Linked DNA regions of Mus musculus: all the other regions are linked to region 6. The links are chromatin contacts, called in public HiChIP or PLAC-seq and promoter capture Hi-C maps. All regions are on one chromosome and are shown on one strand. Each heading gives the region's core, a stretch centred on a gene start, on an enhancer-like site or on the middle of the called end of the contact. The rest is flanking DNA. Distances are from core to core; before and after follow the strand shown. Region 1 holds the start of C1qtnf3 (C1q and tumor necrosis factor related protein 3). Region 2 holds the start of Amacr (alpha-methylacyl-CoA racemase). Region 3 holds the start of Adamts12 (a disintegrin-like and metallopeptidase (reprolysin type) with thrombospondin type 1 motif, 12). Region 4 holds the start of Pdzd2 (PDZ domain containing 2). Region 5 has its middle 3.8 kb from the start of Gm34444. Region 6 holds the start of Npr3 (natriuretic peptide receptor 3).

Region 1 (2,700 bases), core at 121-2,620, 950 kb after region 6:
AAATCAGTGGCTGGCAGGGTAGGGGCTTAGATTGCAACTGAAAAGAAGTTCCGAAATCTCTACAAAGCAGACAGACAAGTGGTTTTTGTGGTACTGTGCACTGCTTCAAAGATCATGCAATCTAAAGGAACCCTTCTTCCCTTTCCAGCTAACTTCAGCATTTTTTCATGCTTAGGTGCTAAGTACAAAGAAGTTTCTTCCTGTTTTTGCTGCTTTTGATCACACTGAAGTTTGCTGATTTGTAACTTACTACACCAAAACCTTTACTCATCCCTGTGTTACCTAAAAGAGTTAAAGAAATATCCTGAGATGCTGAGCTTCTGCCCCAACAAATAAATCAGGTTTTGTCATCCAGAAACATTGTATGACACAATACAGCTTGTAATTTAAATATACTGTCTTTTTTTTTTTTTTGCTTCCTTTCCTTTTAATGCTTTAATTCTGTTTTGACTCAAAAAAAAAAATGTCAAACAAGAAGCCATAGCAACCTAGACTGCTCCAAAACAAATAAACAAAACTGGCGAGAAATGGTACAGAAAATTCCCAAGTCCAAGTAAAGCAGGCAGAGGCAAAGGGCAGCTTCTCCCGCTGGGGAGACCTCAGAAGCAGCAAATCATTATCTCCAGCAATGCATCTATCCGCATAGGTCAGCACAAGTTCTCTACATCAACAGAGCAAATTTAAAAAGAAAGAAAAAAGTCCCAACACAAAAGGAAACTGTTGCTTCTGGCTCCCTGTTGCCATGGAAAAGTGCTCTGGCCTCTCTATCCCAGCACATCATACCAGCAACTAGGAGTCCCTGTGGAAACCCAAGACAACCCAGAGACGCTCCCAAACATCCCATCAAACTGCTCACAGGCACCAATCCTAAGAATCTTAGTTAAGACAACAGCAACCTCAGTCATTAAGTTTTCAAAGAAATCCTTAGAAGAGAATTCTGAGTACCTGGCCCCAGAATGGGTTGATCTGGGCTAGGTCCTCTACCTCAGGGTGCGGAAGCGCCTCTGGTCTCAGGGGTTTTAGGTCTGTAGAAGTGTTATTATCCACAGTCCCAGTTTTAGCTTGGCTCTGCTCTCTCACTTTCTCCCTCCTGGAGCCGCTACGGCCAGTCTGCTGGTGGCTCTGCACTATCCTGGCCACCGCTTTATTAGCTCTTCTGCTCACCTCCATGTATTCATCTTGACACAGGCAAAATGGGAGGAAAAGCAAAGGCAGCAGGTGCCACCAGATGCGCTGCCTCCCGAGCATGGCTCGGCAAATCGGCAAATCGACAAGAGTCTCGCAGGGAAGCTTGACAGGGGCTGGAGGTACCGTGGTCGCCTCAGGCAAATGCCAGGTTTGGAGATGAGAGCTGCAGCCGGCTGTGTGGTTTTATACTCTTTGGTGTGTAATAAATAAGGCTGCAGTCATGCCAGAGTGACAGCGGCTCTCCTCCCAGACAGAGCAGCTCTCATTCATCACATTCCTGCACCGCAGGCAAGACAGTCTGTGTGCACGGCGTCCAGTTGGTGGGGTTCATAAATGTCTCACCTTGGCATGTTATTTTGTGTAAGAGTGGAGAAAATGTACACAGCCGGCTGGAAACAGAGTGTGTGTGTCCAGTGGCTTGCCTTCGTGATTAGACGTGGAAAGGCTGTGCCTTTGTGGTCTAAAACGACTCTTGGAAAAACCTACCATTGAGCTTGCCAGGGAATGCGGCTCAGACTGTATCAGTTCCTGCAATCACAGCAGGATCCCATTCAAGGCCATGGAGGGAGGTCTTGCTTTTGCACGGTGCAGATCACAATTTTGCACTTTGGGTCACTGCAAGCAACTCATTCTCCCTTCCAGATACCAGCAGCAGCCTACAGATGGTGACTGGGAAAGACTGACCTGAGTTCAAGGGTAAAGGCTGACTTTGACCAAGATAGTTCCCCCATGCTAAGCTCCATATTCTCCTTTGCGTCTCTACGAGCCAACATTAGAAACCAGATGTTTCTTGCATCTAAGTTCTTGCTAGATGGAAATACAACCTACTTTCTTGTTAAGAGACTCCTCTGGCTGCTCTCTACCCATGGATTGTTGCTGCCCAAAACGAGAGAGACATGGGAAACACCAAACCAAATATACCATTCCAAATAGCTCAAGGTTGAGAGAACTCTATCATTTGTTACCGTTCCTGTGCTTTTACCGATTAAACCAAAGAACAAAAGGATACTCCTAACCTCTTTGTGATTATACATGTATTGCTCTTTAAATTGCTCTGATTTATAGATCACTACTACCCTCTGGTCAGAAGGTTATCAGCCTCACCCCTGCCCCTTGAGGCTTTCTGTGATCCAGAGCTCTTATGGAGGATGAATGGGTTAGTGCCTGATTCTTGGGGCTTCAGAGCAGCTCTAGAAAACAATCATGGTGTATGAAGAAATCATAGTTTCAGGTGGGGCAGCCAGAGAGAGGGAGGGAGGAACTGTACCGCTGCCCTGTTCCTAGCAAATAGAGCTTGAGAGCCATACGGTGCCCCTGAACTGGCCAAAGTGACAATTACTACCTCGGTCACTCCTGAAACTCCTCACCTGACCAACTGTCTCCAGAACCCACATGAATCCAAAGAAAGTGTTGGGCTTCAGTGATAGTCTTCCCATGAAAGAAAGCTCCCTAGGTCACAATAGGGGGCTAGGGGTCATAACTAATCAAAGTAGGTCATTCTCACCTTCTAGG
Region 2 (2,700 bases), core at 170-2,669, 920 kb after region 6:
AGACCTGGGCTGCTCTTCCCCAAGAGGCTCTTCTCTATACAATCCAGACATTTTAAGCTCCCCATTCCTCCTCTTCCTCTTCCTCCCCCCCCCCCTATGACCTTTCTTTCTCTCTCCTTCCCTATCCTTCCTTTCCCCATGGACACTTCCCTGGTCCTTAGGGCCAGTGAACTGCTAGAGAGGAGCTTCCCAATAAACCTGCCTTTAATATAATCTAATCTGGCTTGAACTGGCTCGTTTCACACGCAGAAAAATAACCCTAACCTATCAGTTTTGTTTTTAAAGAGAGCACGAATCAAAGATGGGAATAATTCCTTTTACGGGGCAAACCAAAAACACACTCTTGCAAGTGATACTAACAGTGTTTGTTGTGATTTTGGTGAAAGTTGTCAGAATTAAGAGTCAACTGAAGAAACTAATCACACTGACCCACCCTCATCTTCAATTGGAGCATTTTTACATTGTGACATAATCTTAAATGTTACAGTACTGTCCTCAGATATGCTTGTGAGAACTAAAAGAGTTAAATATAAATATGCCTAGACACCCACTCCCGTCCCACTTATTGTCAAATTTACTGTCGTCCTGGTATCTACCAGGCAATATTAGTAAGGGGCTGGTTGGAATGGATTCTCTGAGCTAATACAGAAGGAATGCCTTCAGATTTGGTTCAGGGTTTGTGACAGTTGCAAATACCAATGTACAGTCGGATGGAGGTGCATGCCACCAAGCATGCAAGTGCTCAAAACTGATACTGTTAACAAATTGGTCGTTTGTCTACAGAGCACTAAAACAATGTTTTCATATGGCCCAAAGTAAATGAGGTGATCTTGAAGCTGGAACTTGGAAATACCAGCAATTAGAGAAAGGTTAACCATGGTCTGTGAATGGCTTTAGAGCATGGGTATATCACATATCAAAGGGTCAATGACTCTATTCCTATGTGAAGCTTTTCAGTCTATCTCTTGCACTAGATTCTCGTACGGTTCAATACCTCCAAATAATAAAGGCAAATCTGGGGGGGGGGGAATCAAGCAAATTAAAAGTCTTAAGAAGGAGTCAGAGAAGCTGGGAGAAATCGGGCAGGAGGGAATGTCATCTCGCAGCACCGCAGGGCTCACCGCAGCGGAAGGGCTCCAGCAACACGTCCGCGCGTGCGCACATGCGCCGCAACACCGTGACTCCCTGAGAGCGCTTCAGGTCCAGCGCTAGCGAGCGCTTGCCTCGGGCCAGAAAATTCTCGCCCGTGGAGCCCAGCCGGTTCACGCGCACCACCTCGGCGCCGAAGTCCGCCAGGACCATTCCGCAGAACGGCCCCGGGGCCAGGCCTGCCAGCTCCACAACCCTGACGCCACGCAGCACCATGGCCAGCCTTAGGGTGAGAGCGGAGCGGCTCGGCGCCCGAGCCACAGTTTATCTGCCCCGCCCCCTGCACCCCGCCTCGCCCCGCCCCGTCCGGGAAGGCTGCGCGCTTGCGCACTTCCTGCCCACCCTAGCATTGGATCAGTTGGTTTAGCTGCTCAACTTTGGTTTAGGTCATGAGTTGTGTCCTTGACCCCATGTTGTGCGAGTCCTCTTCGGACACTTTCATCGAGCCACCTGAATCGCTACCCTCACCCCCCAGTAAGTGATTAAAGGCACTCAACTCCTTAGATCAATGTAAGAAGGCAACCACTGGGTGTCTCCCTCGCCGCCCTGAAAACTAGTTGTCATCCTGCAACTGTTTGAAACCTCTCCTAGATGCCCATAGGGCCAGGGGTGTAGACCAGTTGCTAAATCCGTGCGCGGAGTCCAGCACCGCTTAAAACGCCGGTGTTGTGCACGCGGATAATCCCAGCATTTAGAAGAGTCTGGGATATCAGAATTATTCATCTCAGGTTAAATGGGAGAGTTTTAGAAGTCAGTTTGGTTTGTCAGCTGTCAGTTTTACGGACAGTTACAATTTTGAGTTAGAAACTTTTTTCAGCCTTTAAAATGCAACAAAATAATCACAAATATTCCATCCTCATTTACAGGTCCTTTTTCCCTTAGTAATGGGGGGAGCTTGCAGGTAGCCAGATGCAGCTCTAGGAAACTGAATAGAGCCAGACTTGAATGCTAGAAATCTCCCATACCCATTCTTAACAAGTGAGGAAGATAATAAAAGCAAAGGCGAAATGCTACATAGTTGTAGCCAAAACACTTTTAACCAGCTACTGAGTTTTAAGATATTTCAGGGAAAGGGGTCTGTGCTCTCTCAGAATGAGCAGCCTCGTGGTAAAGGCAGACAACTTCCACATGGTCCCTAATGCTCTCTGCTTGTCTGATGCTGTCTCAAGTGCCTACCCTTGCTCCAGCCTTGTTCTGTCCTATTATTTCCTTTGCATTTTGATAAACTGGAATGGAAAAATCTCATGGAAAGGTATGGCTGACTTCCACATGGAGACATTAACATTTTATCAGGGTTGCTGCCTTTCTATTTTTCTGAAAAAAAAAAAACAAACAAAAACAAAAAAACAGTGGTACAGATGTGGCTTGAATGACTTAAGCTTACATACAGGATCATGTACACATGAATCACAAGTCTTAGCCAGCATAATGTTTTACAAATCCTCCCAGAGTAGTGAGTTATCCAGAAGCCCCCCGCAAAGCAGACTGTGTGATAGGAGATCTCAACACTGCAGATCTTTTCTCTGGCCAAAATTCTCTTCTAAAAGCTAA
Region 3 (2,700 bases), core at 57-2,556, 840 kb after region 6:
TAGTACCAGAACCCCAGAAGGACATTGTCAGTAGTGGGAGGGGCTGGCAGGCCATCCCGGAGCTCATACACTCCCCATCTCTCCAAGCCTCCCAGCCCCCCTGCTCTGACAACACCTTGAAGTTGTAGTCCTCTCTGAACATGAAACTCTTCTAGGTTCAATTTCAAACAAACAAACAAACAAAGGCAACGGCACCACTTTGGCCTGGGCATTACGGATGAAGATGATGACGACCCCACAACAATACTAATAGGAGGAGTGAATTCCAATATAAACCATCTTCACGGTCTCCCAGTGCTTTCTTTCAGAATACACGCATGCGTCACTAAATTTAGACAGAGAAAAGTCTTTTTTTTTTTTTTTTTTCGAGACAGGGTTTCTCTGTGTAGCCCTGGCTGTCCTGGAACTCTGCAAAGCAAGACAGACAACCGGGAGTCCCCAGGAGGCAAATTTCTCCCCAGTAGGAATGTCATTTGAAAAAAACAAAACCCTAAATCTTTCCAGGAAACCAAAACACAGCCAAGTGTGCTCAGCAGGAGGCCAGAATAAAATTTCTACCTTCCAGACTTAAAATGAAGTTTTAAATGAAGGAAACATTTGCCATGACTGTCCGTGACCAGCTGGGTCTCTTTATTAAAAATAATTTCCCATGTCACAGTCTGCAAAGGGGGGAAGCGGAAAGTGGAGGGGAGGGGCTCGGGGAGCGAGCGTACTCTTGGGTCTTTCCAAGCAGGGTGTCACCCCTGAGTGTGCACCCTTAAGCCCTAGGAGAGAAGGAAATCCGAGCCTGAGCACACAGCAGTTTTCCTTAGACAGGCCAGAAGGCTTAGAGTTCAGCCCTGCCTGGTGGGGGAAGGGAACAGACCAAGTTCCACTGTCCTACTCCACTGTTAGAAAAACAAATAAAGAAAAGCCACTAACCTTGCCTCGGGTCTGGGAAGCGAACCGGCCAGGGCTGAGTTTGTCTCCCGTGGCAAAAAGCCCCAAAATTAATAAGCTGAGCCACGATCGAGAGCTTGGCCAGCCAGCTCCCCCGAGCACATGGCATGGTTCAGTTGTTGGGGAGAAGAAAAGTTTTAAAAGTTTTAGCTCTCAGCTGCAGATATCCAGTCCTCGCCTGTGTCCGCACAGAAAGACGCCCGAGAACATGGTCCAAGCATGGGAAGGGAGCGGCCCGCAAGCTGACCAGGAGGCTCTAGTGGCTTTTTGAAGCCGATGGGACCAGAGAGCTTTTATTCTCTCCCTGTCCTGAAAGGGGAGTGAATGAGCTGACAGCTTCTTCTTCCTGCGGGCCAGAGCATGGACTGGGTCAGAGCCAAGGGGCTCAGCCCACCCCAGATCCCCACCCCTCTGCTTCCCCACCCGACAGGCCTCCAGCCAGCTAACACATTTTCCTTGGGGACGCCCTCCTCCCTCAAGCTCCTCCCTCCGGGCTCAGAGCCTGGGCATGCGGGCCAAATAGGGGAGACCCTAGACAGCTGGCCAGGAAGAAACTAGAGTAAGAGCCGTCAGAGGCTCCTAGGACAACACGCCCCCCCCCCCATCTCCTTTACACAGGATGAAATGTACTTACAAATAGTGAGTTATGGGCCAGAGGGGACCCTACTCAGCATCCTTCTTAGCTCCTCCCAGACCCTGAATGTACCCTATTCTGTCAAGACTCCCCACCCTCTAGCAACCTCTGTGCTCTTCTTCCAGGGCAGGCTAAGATTTCCACTTAACAACTAATAAGCAATTTTTTTCTCTTTGCCAAGTCACACAGGAAATGATCCAAGCTAATCTGCTGTCTTGACCCTGGACAAGTCTCTTCCTCTGCAGGAAGGGGTACGTGGATCAAATGCTTGAGAGGCCTTCTGTGGCTATAGGTCAGTGCCTGCTTTCTTTTCAAATCCTACCCTCTCTCTGTAATACCTCCACCAGCAGCACACTAGCAACATGCAGAAAGATTTCAGCCCCAACAGGGGAAGGCCTTGAGCATAGGCAGTGGCAGCTGCAGCAGTGTGTGTGTGTGTGTGTGTGTGTGTGTGTGTGTGTGTGTGTGTGTGTGTGTATGAGTGTGTGTGTGTATATGTGTGTGTATGAGTGTGTGTGTGTATGTGTGTGTGGTGTGTATGTGTGTGTGTGTGGTGTGTGTGTGTGTATGTGTGTGTATGTGTGTGGTGTGTGTGTATGTATGTGTGTGTGGTGTGTGTATGTGTGTGTGTGGTGTGTATGTGTATGTATGTGTGTATGTGTGTGTGTATGTGTGTGTATGTGTGTGTGTGTATGTGTGTGTGTGGTGTGTGTGTGTGTATGTGTGTGTGTATGTGTGTGTATGTGTGTGGTGTGTGTGTGTATATGTGTGTATGTGTGTGTGTGGTGTGTGTGTGGTGTGTGTGTGTATATGTGTGTGTGTATGTGTGTGTGGTATGTGTGTGTGGTGTGTGTGTGTGGTGTGTGTGTGTGTATGTATGTATATGTGTGTGTGGTGTGTATGTGTGTGTGTGTGGTGTGTATGTGTGTGTGGTATGTGTGGTGTGTGTGTGTGTGTGTGTGTGTGTGTGTGTGTGTATGTGTGTGTGTTTGGAGTATCCATTCAGATACTCACTTTCTCCTCATTGAGAGAATGTCACAGAGCAGGAGTTACCAGGCATCTTGAGAATGATCCAGGATAACCCAGCCAAAATTCTTTACCTCTGGGTTGAAACAAACACCCCCCAC
Region 4 (2,700 bases), core at 148-2,647, 830 kb before region 6:
TAGGCAATGGTGCCTATTTCATTGAACACCTCCTAAGCGCTACACAGAACAATCCACTGCTCCGTTCTGCATGGTAAGGGTTTTCTCTATAGACAGGAGGAGAAGCTTTCAGGCGGTGAAGACTGCCGTTTATAATACCCAGGCCTGGATTTGTATAGACATTGATCTCTGTGGATTGGGAATTATAAACGCCAAGGAAAAGCTGAATCCAAGAACCCCAACACTTGCTGAAAATACTATCTAGAAACGCCTTGGGTCTACTCTGGTCTCTGGTGCTGAGGGACACTCCATGAGGGCTGCAGGTGACGTAGCTGCTCTTCCAAGAGAGCAGCTCTTAATGCTTTGCTGGGCAAATCTAGAGCCTAGCCATGCTCCAACGTATCCTCACCTCCCTCAAAGCAAAAGATTTCCAATTACTGTTCTGCAGAAAATGTCAAAAGCATTATTCACCAACTCATGATCCCGAGGTTTGTAATTTTTCCTATGTTTTTACCCTTATCTGCCAGCACTTGAAAAAGACCAGCTTTTTCCTCTCAAGAGAGCTTAATTTGCAGAGCCGTGCGGTCTCCCTATTATGTTCTTATCGTCCTCTCCCTGTGGTAGGCAGAATGACAAGGATGACAAAAAAAAAAAAAAAAAAAAAAAGGGAACCAAAAATATTTGAAGACTTCCTGAAAATCTGTGGGATGAAGCATCCAAAAAGCTAGAGGCTCCCGTTTTCCCAGTGACCTGGAATAAAACGAAGGGCAGTTGGCCTTAGCTCTTGAGGTTCACTCAGAAGGAGGTTCACAACGTCCAAATCCTCCATCCTGGGGCCCATGGAATTTCCTCTAGCGGCTTAATTGAAGGATTAACAGCTCTGAGGTTCTTAAGACGCAAAGAGGTTCTCTCTCCCGAGGAATGCTCATACCAAGACTATATTAAGTATCCTAAGGACCAGAGGCCAGTGGATGGATGGTTGGCTTTTCTCCGGTCTCCCTGGGCCTCCCCACCCAATCTCTGATAAGGCAATTGACATTTTTCTCCGCTATGTGCTATGTTAAGTGCTATGCAAAAGGAAATTAAACCTCCTAGCTCTAGTTCTTCCACCTAGATGGCGCCCCAAGCCCTGCCTACATGGCGTTTCTGAGCCGCAGTCTCCCTGGATCGGTTCCTCCCAGGATCCCCAGGAAGCCGGCGCACTAGGACTGCTGTTTCCCTGGGAGAGCGGTCCTCCCCGCTCAGGGGCTTGCTCGGGGGAATCCCCGCCCACCTTGTCATTCCTGCAGGGGAATCCCCGCCCCCTGGGCCTGTCACTCCGGGAAGGTAGTTCCCGCCCCTCGGATCCAGCAGAGGGAAGGAATCCCCGCCCATTCTGGAGGCTCGGAGCATCCCTGCGCTGCGCAGCGAGAAGCTCACTCCCAGCGCCAGTGCGTACTAGCGGCGGGCAGTGGGACGCGGCGGGGCGGCTGCGGCGGGCGCCCTCCAAGCGCCCCACCGATCGCAAGACGCTCGGGATCGCGCCTCCGGCGGCAACCAGCAAACCCCTGCGGCGCGGCTTCTCCCGGCAGGCGCGGCAACAGCACCGGTGGTGGTGGTGGCAGGGGCGGCGGTAGCTGCGCCGGCACCGCCGGGCGGCGCCTGAGTCTGGACGCTCCAGGAGCGGCTCGAGCCTCCGCCGATCCGCGAACAGGTGAAGAGACCTGGCGCCGCAGCCGCGACGGGGGTGGGGCTTCGGGTGGGCTAGCGGGGTAGCTGAGCTCGATAACCCCAAGACGGTGTGCGCTGGAGAAAGTTCAGTGACAATCGGGTGTGGGGATCCCAGTTCAAGCAAAGAGGCGAGTGAGGGCACCCAAGTGGGTCCCCGCGTTAGGTGGCGCAAACTCCTCTTCCTTCTAGTGGGAGGTAAGAGGGGCACAGTGGAGGAGAGAGGTTGGGCGGAGCGAGATGGAGACAGCGGGATAACCGGAGGCGCCTTGCCTGGGACGCCTAAATCGGGCCAAGAATCCTTATCCCAGTGTGTTGGTTTGTCTCTCTACCTTAGCCAGTTACTGTTTTAAGGACCATCCTCCCGCGCTTCATCTCTCGCTAACCCCCCTGCCCACTAAGTGGCGCGAGAAAGAGTCCGCATGAAGAGCAAGGGCATCTTTGGGGGTTTAATGTCATCTGCCAGGGAGATAAGGGATGTTCCAGTAGGAAAGTATTTCTTCCTGAAGTCCCCCCCCCCAAAAAAAAAACCACCTGCCCGCCTTTCCCAATGAAGCACAAGACTGAATTGTGGTGGGGGGAGCATCTAGGACCCTGGACAGAAGTTTACCAGCGGCCCTTCAGCAGCCCTGCTCTCTGCATAGCTCTTGATAAGGGACCCTGGAGTCACACCAGGTCTGGCATGTGCTGGTGGCAAACACTGGAAAGTCGGACACTGGGGCATTCCAGAGTCCAGGCATATACTGGAGATTTGGGCATTGTGGAGGCCTGAGCTGGGGCTTGCCTCTTCCATGGGTTTTGCTTGACAAGTCACAATGAAGCTCCTGAAGGTTAAGTGGTTGTGGAGTGACCAAAGAAAGTGAGTTTCTCTTGCAGACACACCCCTGAATCTTCACAGCACTTCTCTTGGGGGGGGGGGGGGGGAGGAACCTCCCACATTCATCTCTGCTCCAGGCTTGGGCGATAGGGTCTCGACTGTTTCTACTGGGTCAGCTTTTTCTGGCCCGTGCCTTC
Region 5 (2,700 bases), core at 139-2,638, 530 kb after region 6:
ATGATCTCTTAATAAATAACAACTTTCCAAAAATCTAACCCGTAAAGTACAATCCTTGGTTTGACCACTGCTGTGAAACGGACATAGCATCAAGTTGGTCACTGACTATGAATTCAGTTAGAAAGATTACATCAACGAGATGTCCTTGGGATGGCAAAGGGAGGAGGCTGGGCAAAGCTCAGGCTCTTCTGAAATGCTTTTCAAATGGTGGACATTTAAACTGCCATTTCTAAATCACTTAATATTCTTGTTCAAATTATAGGCTGATCCTTGACATGAAAAATTAATATTTGGGACAGAACTCTGAAAATTATTTTTAGCAAGGTCCTTACACGATTTATTCCACTTATAGAAGCAGAAAAACAAAACAGTTACTTCACATGGGAAATATAGACACTGTGGCTCACAAAATTCTACAGTGAGACATCTTTCTTTTTTGAGTTCACTTGACACTTGAGTTTCATATGCCTATCATTTCCTAGTGGTCATTAATGTTCTTTTTTTTTTTTCTAGCCACATAGCCACAGTCAGAGGACAGCCTCTTACTTAAGCCAGTAAGTCACTGTCTTTTTAGGACTGACATTAGGGATTAATTTTCAACTTCTGGTTTTTAGTCTTTAACTGGCATTTATTTCTTTAGAAGCTTTACTTTATTTTTGAAAACGTCATACATGAACACGATGAAAAACTATTATATCCCGTTTCTCTCTTCAAACCTCCCCAGATCCCCATCACACCCCTCTCAAGTTCATGTGTTTGTTTATGCAATAACCCACTAAGTTGGTACTGCACATAGGTCCATACTTGTAGGGCCTGACAATGAGGCATGGGAAACCTACCACTGTCCACAGCATCAGAGAAGAATGATTCCCTCACCCAGCAACAACCTGCTCAGCAGCTCCTTGGTATGGGTGGGCGTCAAGGTCTCTTTCTATTGCATCTTTTCTTGACATTGAAAAGTCAATCTCCTTCAAGGAAAGCACCCCATCAACGGCTCCCATCAAGAACTCTTTAGCCACTCCCTTTCTTAAAGATCTTTTGGTATCATACTCTTGCAAAGGCCACTAATCTAGAGCTCTGGGTTGCGGGGTAGATATCTGGACTTTGGTTACTTTCCCAATGGATAGTGTTGCAGGAAGCCCCATTTAGATAGCCTGGACTGCCCTAACCCTTCAAGGTGTGATTACCATTCGACCACAATCATGACGAGGGCAATTTAATTTGGTAAGAAAAACTGAGATGAATTAGTGTAAGGCCCATGAAGAATGCAGACTTGTCAGAGTAATCAAAATGTTTCATCCAGATGGACAGAAGTTCCAGGAAGTACAGCTGCATTAGCTGGGGAGATGATGCAATGACTGCTCCTCTGTCCAGATGCCCAGTCGCTCACTGTATTAGTCAGGGCTCTCCAGGGGAACAGAACTATAGCACAAATCTCTCTGTAGATGCATAGAAGGGGGCATGGAGTCTGGCACGGCTGCGTAAGGGGGAACGTGACAGTTCCTGCCCCTGGAGCATCATCAAGCTGTAGATCCCCATGTGTATTAATGGCTGCTATTGCCCTGAGGTTGATCTGCTCTTTCTTCTATTTGTTTTACTTTCAATCTCTCTTTCTGGGGAATATATCTCCCCCATTACTCAGAGCTAATCACTCCATAATAAACAAAACATGCAATTCTCAGGAAAGGTGGTGGTCATGGGGCTGTGGGAGACGAGGAACAGGCCTTCTTCCTGGCCTTTAGAGTCATGGGAAGGATCTAGACAACATAACCACGGAGGCCATAGAGACCAAGATGGCCCTTAATAGAAATTGCTCATTATGTGACTTGACCTTAAATTTGGAATTATATAAGGAGATACGCGTCCTCTGGTCCAATGACTGCTGCATTAATTAACCAGAGTGAACTTGGGAACATCAAAGATAGAGAGTTAAAGTAGTATGAAGAAGAAAAAGTATGGATAAGAAAAGAAGGAGGAATCTATAAAAACAAACAAACAAAACCAAAAACAAACCAAAACAACAACAATAACAATAAATAAGCAAATGATAGAATGGTTTATCTTATAGCAGAAAGGCCTGTATATGATCTAGAAACAAATAGAAGGACAGTATGGCTTAATGAAAGAGGACAGTGGGCAAGTGAACTAACTGTTTATGGAGAGATTGTCGATTTTGAACATGAGTCCATGGAATGGCTATGATAAGTAAACAAAGAGTAGAGAATTAAAAGATGCTATACAAGCATGTAAAAAGTTCGTACTTTGTTCTCCTAGCTACTTGGAGGAGATGACAATGCTTAGAGAGATAGAGAGAGCTAGTTGCCTTATTTACATAATTTTTGAAACATTGTAAGAAATTATTTTAACCTCAGTAGTCTGTTACCTTTCTGTTCTTTCATGAAAATAGCTACTGTAATGACTGCTGCCTGCTGTACCAGGAAACCACAAGTGCTGTGCCCAGCTACCCATGAAGAACAGTCTGTGTAAAGACTACAGGGAAATGTGCTTTTCCCTTGTGTTTAGTTTCTATTTTAAGGAATTGAGGTTGAGGGATAGTGATCCGGGACTTTTAGAACGTAAGTAAATTAAAGGATTTATAAAAACTGATTAATGATGGTTAAAGCTTTGATGATGACCCTTTAGTAAATAAAAGACTGGGTTCAAGCTCTCTGGTCACAATAATGAGAATGATCAGCCAAT
Region 6 (2,700 bases), core at 186-2,685:
TGGAACAGAAGCGCTGGGGTTGGCAGACTGCTTTTTAGGTACTTAAAGATTCTCTGGGGGAAGATCTGGGGGGCCGGGAAGCGGGAGTCCCTTTTAGTTGCCTGGTTTAGCAAATAGTACCTTAGGGTGATGCTTTTCAAGCTCCGCGACACTTCCTGGAGCGGAATCATTTATCCAACATCGGAAGCAACAAGTTTCGCTTTTCTGGTCTCAGTGACCCCGCGGAGGGGCTGCGCACTGGGACACGGTGACGCTGCGCCCACTGTGATTCTAGCGTGTCCCAGCAGCCCAGAGGGAGGAGGGCACCCACGCCGGGTGGGGGAAGGAGCGGTGCGACACCGTGCAGGCCAGATGGGCTTACCAGCTCTGCAAATGAATTTTCCTGCACCAGGACCTTGTTCCTTGTTCCCCGACCTTGCTCCAGGGACCAGAAAGGTCAGGTGCGGGACAGGACTGGGCGCACCCAGACAGAACGTGGCCAGATCAAGAAAAGAGGTGAGAGTCTATGGAGTTTTGCAAGGAAGCCACCAATTTGGAGAAACATTTCCCCTTCGTTTTTGCAGTGTGTGTGTATGAGTGTGTGCTTTGTGTATGTGCGCGCACTCATTTCTTTCAAACATATATACACTTTTTTTTTTTTTTTTTTTTTTAATCCTGGGGTTGGAGAAAGCGGAGCCAGGGAGAGGCGGGGACCTTAGAGTAACGCTGTGCCGCGAGGTCTCCCGCGGGTGTAGACGTGGGCGGTTGCGGCTTTGGGCCAAATCTGAGCACCGGCAACTAGTGGGGCTTAGGGACCCGGCAACCGCGAGTAGGCCAGGGGTGCGGGGAGGAGCCCTGATGTAAGAATGTTAATGAGAGGCTCCCCCAGCCCAGCCCCCACCCCGCCCCACCCCCACCCACCCCACCCGTTGCAGAGACAAGCCCGGCCTCGGCGCGCCATGTGTGGTAACGCGCTGCGCCGCTGCCACGCTATTTAAACCCCGGCTATGGATCCAGAAAGCCGCGCGAATCAATGGGATCAAACGCGAAGGAGGTGCACCGTCAATTACAAGCACTTGGACAAGTTTAACTTTTTTTTTTCTTTTACAAATAAGGCCTTCAAACGCAACCTTAGCAACGCCCAAATAAGAAGCCACCTCTAAGCCAAATAGCCTATGTGCAAAGGGAGGGAGAATATATATATTGATAATAAGTCTATATGTATATTACAGACGCACAGGTTTACATTCTGTGAACTTTTTTCTTTCTTTCTTTGCTTTAAAATTTTTTTTTTTATTTTTTAAACCTAGGGACATTGTAGAGGAATCTTCCTATCTTTTGGCGAGTTACTGAAGGGGGTATTCTGTTTTCTTGGAGCGCCCAAGGGGGCGCAGGGACAGAGGAAAGAAAAGAGCTGGGAGGAAAAGGGCAGGGTGGGTGGGGGGCAGAGGGCGAGCCGGCGGCCAGGGCGAGCGCTTGCTGGCAACACGATGCGGTCCTTGCTGCTGTTCACTTTCTCGGCGTGCGTGCTGCTGGCCCGGGTGCTGCTGGCTGGCGGCGCGAGCAGCGGCGCCGGGGACACCCGGCCAGGCAGCAGGCGCCGGGCGAGAGAGGCGCTGGCGGCTCAAAAGATCGAGGTGCTTGTTCTATTGCCCCGGGACGATTCGTACTTGTTCTCGCTGGCCCGGGTGAGGCCGGCCATCGAGTACGCGCTGCGTAGCGTGGAGGGCAATGGCACCGGGAGGAAGCTGCTGCCGCCAGGCACTCGCTTCCAGGTGGCCTACGAAGACTCGGACTGCGGCAACCGCGCGCTCTTCAGTCTTGTGGACCGCGTGGCGGCGGCGCGCGGCGCCAAGCCGGATCTCATCCTGGGGCCCGTGTGCGAGTACGCGGCGGCGCCGGTGGCTCGGCTGGCGTCTCACTGGGACCTGCCGATGCTGTCCGCAGGAGCGCTGGCCGCCGGTTTCCAGCACAAGGACACGGAATACTCGCACCTCACGCGCGTGGCGCCTGCCTACGCCAAGATGGGAGAGATGATGCTCGCTCTGTTTCGCCACCACCACTGGAGCCGTGCAGCCCTGGTCTACAGCGACGACAAACTCGAGAGGAACTGTTATTTCACCCTCGAGGGGGTCCACGAGGTTTTTCAGGAGGAGGGGTTGCACACGTCTGCCTACAATTTCGACGAGACCAAAGACTTGGACCTGGACGACATAGTGCGCTACATCCAAGGCAGCGAGCGAGGTGAGCGGGAGCGGGACCAGGGGGGTCCTTGGCTCTGACTCAGCGGTTCTCAGTGGCTCTCCCCCAAACCCCACCAAGTCAATCTTCTGCAGACCCCACCCTTCCCCGTAACCCAAGGACCCGTGGAGGTCGCGCGGGGGCTTGTCCAAGTGTGAGCTGCCTGATCCAGGGACGGGTGGAGGATAGCCCATCGCGGTGGAAGGGGTGTGCCTACACAGTCTCGGGGAGGTGGATCTGGCCAGTCGAGGGAACGTCTGAGCCGCTTGCTAGCGCCATCCCAGGTATGACAGGTGTGGCTAAACACCAAGGGTTTTCCCCCTCTTCGACAGCTCCGGAGTCCCGTGAGTTCCAGGAATTCCCTACTCTGTCCATTGCAGTCGCGCGCCCCCTGGCAGGGCCACAGCGTCTGGGGACGCCCCAGCAGTCTCGCAGCTTCTTGACTAGCTGGGGGTTGGGACGCATCTCCTGGCTCCCCTG

Evidence for each region. Promoter capture Hi-C pulls out the DNA fragments that hold promoters and counts their contacts. HiChIP or PLAC-seq counts read pairs in DNA pulled down with a chosen protein or histone mark. Capture Hi-C pulls out chosen DNA fragments and counts their contacts.
Region 1: a contact with region 6 is called in an H3K27ac HiChIP or PLAC-seq map of embryonic stem cells, with 4 times the contacts expected there. The contact joins the promoter of C1qtnf3 here to the promoter of Npr3 in region 6. A contact is called at or near these places in 1 of 115 datasets of contacts at active chromatin or transcription factors (embryonic stem cells) and 1 of 9 other capture datasets (embryonic stem cells).
Region 2: an H3K27ac HiChIP or PLAC-seq map of embryonic stem cells shows a contact between it and region 6, with 3 times the contacts expected there. The contact joins the promoter of Amacr here to the promoter of Npr3 in region 6. A contact is called at or near these places in 9 of 39 promoter capture datasets (the 3T3-L1 cell line, embryonic stem cells, frontonasal cranial neural crest and 5 more), 1 of 484 Hi-C or Micro-C datasets (embryonic stem cells) and 4 of 115 datasets of contacts at active chromatin or transcription factors (astrocytes and embryonic stem cells).
Region 3: a promoter capture Hi-C map of liver shows a contact between it and region 6, with 4 times the contacts expected there. The contact joins the promoter of Adamts12 here to the promoter of Npr3 in region 6. A contact is called at or near these places in 7 of 39 promoter capture datasets (the 3T3-L1 cell line, HPC-7-derived erythroid cells, liver and 3 more) and 1 of 9 other capture datasets (liver).
Region 4: a contact with region 6 is called in a promoter capture Hi-C map of liver, with 3 times the contacts expected there. The contact joins the promoter of Pdzd2 here to the promoter of Npr3 in region 6. A contact is called at or near these places in 1 of 115 datasets of contacts at active chromatin or transcription factors (embryonic midbrain) and 1 of 9 other capture datasets (liver).
Region 5: a contact with region 6 is called in a CTCF HiChIP or PLAC-seq map of the NIH/3T3 cell line, with 5 read pairs. The contact joins the enhancer-like site here to the promoter of Npr3 in region 6. A contact is called at or near these places in 3 of 39 promoter capture datasets (liver and pre-B cells), 1 of 15 datasets of contacts at CTCF or cohesin (the NIH/3T3 cell line), 4 of 115 datasets of contacts at active chromatin or transcription factors (the NIH/3T3 cell line, embryonic forebrain, neural tube and 1 more) and 1 of 9 other capture datasets (pancreatic islet).

What each region holds. Positions count from the first base shown.
Region 1 is chr15:10,951,002-10,953,701 of GRCm38.p6, reverse strand. C1qtnf3 (C1q and tumor necrosis factor related protein 3) reads right to left here and starts at 1,370. Exons shown (of 6, transcript NM_030888.4): 1 at 1,165-1,370. The coding sequence starts at 1,248. The region is part of intron 1 of Gm34315 (a long non-coding RNA gene); the gene reads left to right.
Region 2 is chr15:10,980,475-10,983,174 of GRCm38.p6, reverse strand. It overlaps Amacr (alpha-methylacyl-CoA racemase), which reads right to left and starts at 1,419. Exons shown (of 5, transcript NM_008537.4): 1 at 1,122-1,419. The coding sequence starts at 1,365. It overlaps Gm34315 (a long non-coding RNA gene), which reads left to right and starts at 1,542. Exons shown (of 3, transcript XR_383838.4): 1 at 1,542-1,623.
Region 3 is chr15:11,063,379-11,066,078 of GRCm38.p6, reverse strand. It overlaps Adamts12 (a disintegrin-like and metallopeptidase (reprolysin type) with thrombospondin type 1 motif, 12), which reads right to left and starts at 1,306. Exons shown (of 24, transcript NM_175501.3): 1 at 922-1,306. The coding sequence starts at 1,048.
Region 4 is chr15:12,738,589-12,741,288 of GRCm38.p6, reverse strand. It overlaps Pdzd2 (PDZ domain containing 2), which reads left to right and starts at 1,397. Exons shown (of 26, transcript NM_001081064.2): 1 at 1,397-1,672.
Region 5 is chr15:11,369,524-11,372,223 of GRCm38.p6, reverse strand. No RefSeq gene overlaps it. Among named protein-coding and RNA genes, the nearest start is that of Gm34444, 3.8 kb to the right of the region's middle. Within about 2 kb of position 1,388, at least 16 of the 459 cell types and tissues checked have an H3K27ac peak or open chromatin away from gene starts, as enhancers often do. A contact at or near this core is called in the NIH/3T3 cell line and pancreatic islet, where this site is marked.
Region 6 is chr15:11,904,409-11,907,108 of GRCm38.p6, reverse strand. Npr3 (natriuretic peptide receptor 3) reads left to right here and starts at 1,435. Exons shown (of 8, transcript NM_008728.2): 1 at 1,435-2,223. The coding sequence starts at 1,470. Gm5144 (predicted gene 5144) reads right to left here and starts at 584. Exons shown (of 2, transcript NR_131059.1): 1 at 121-584.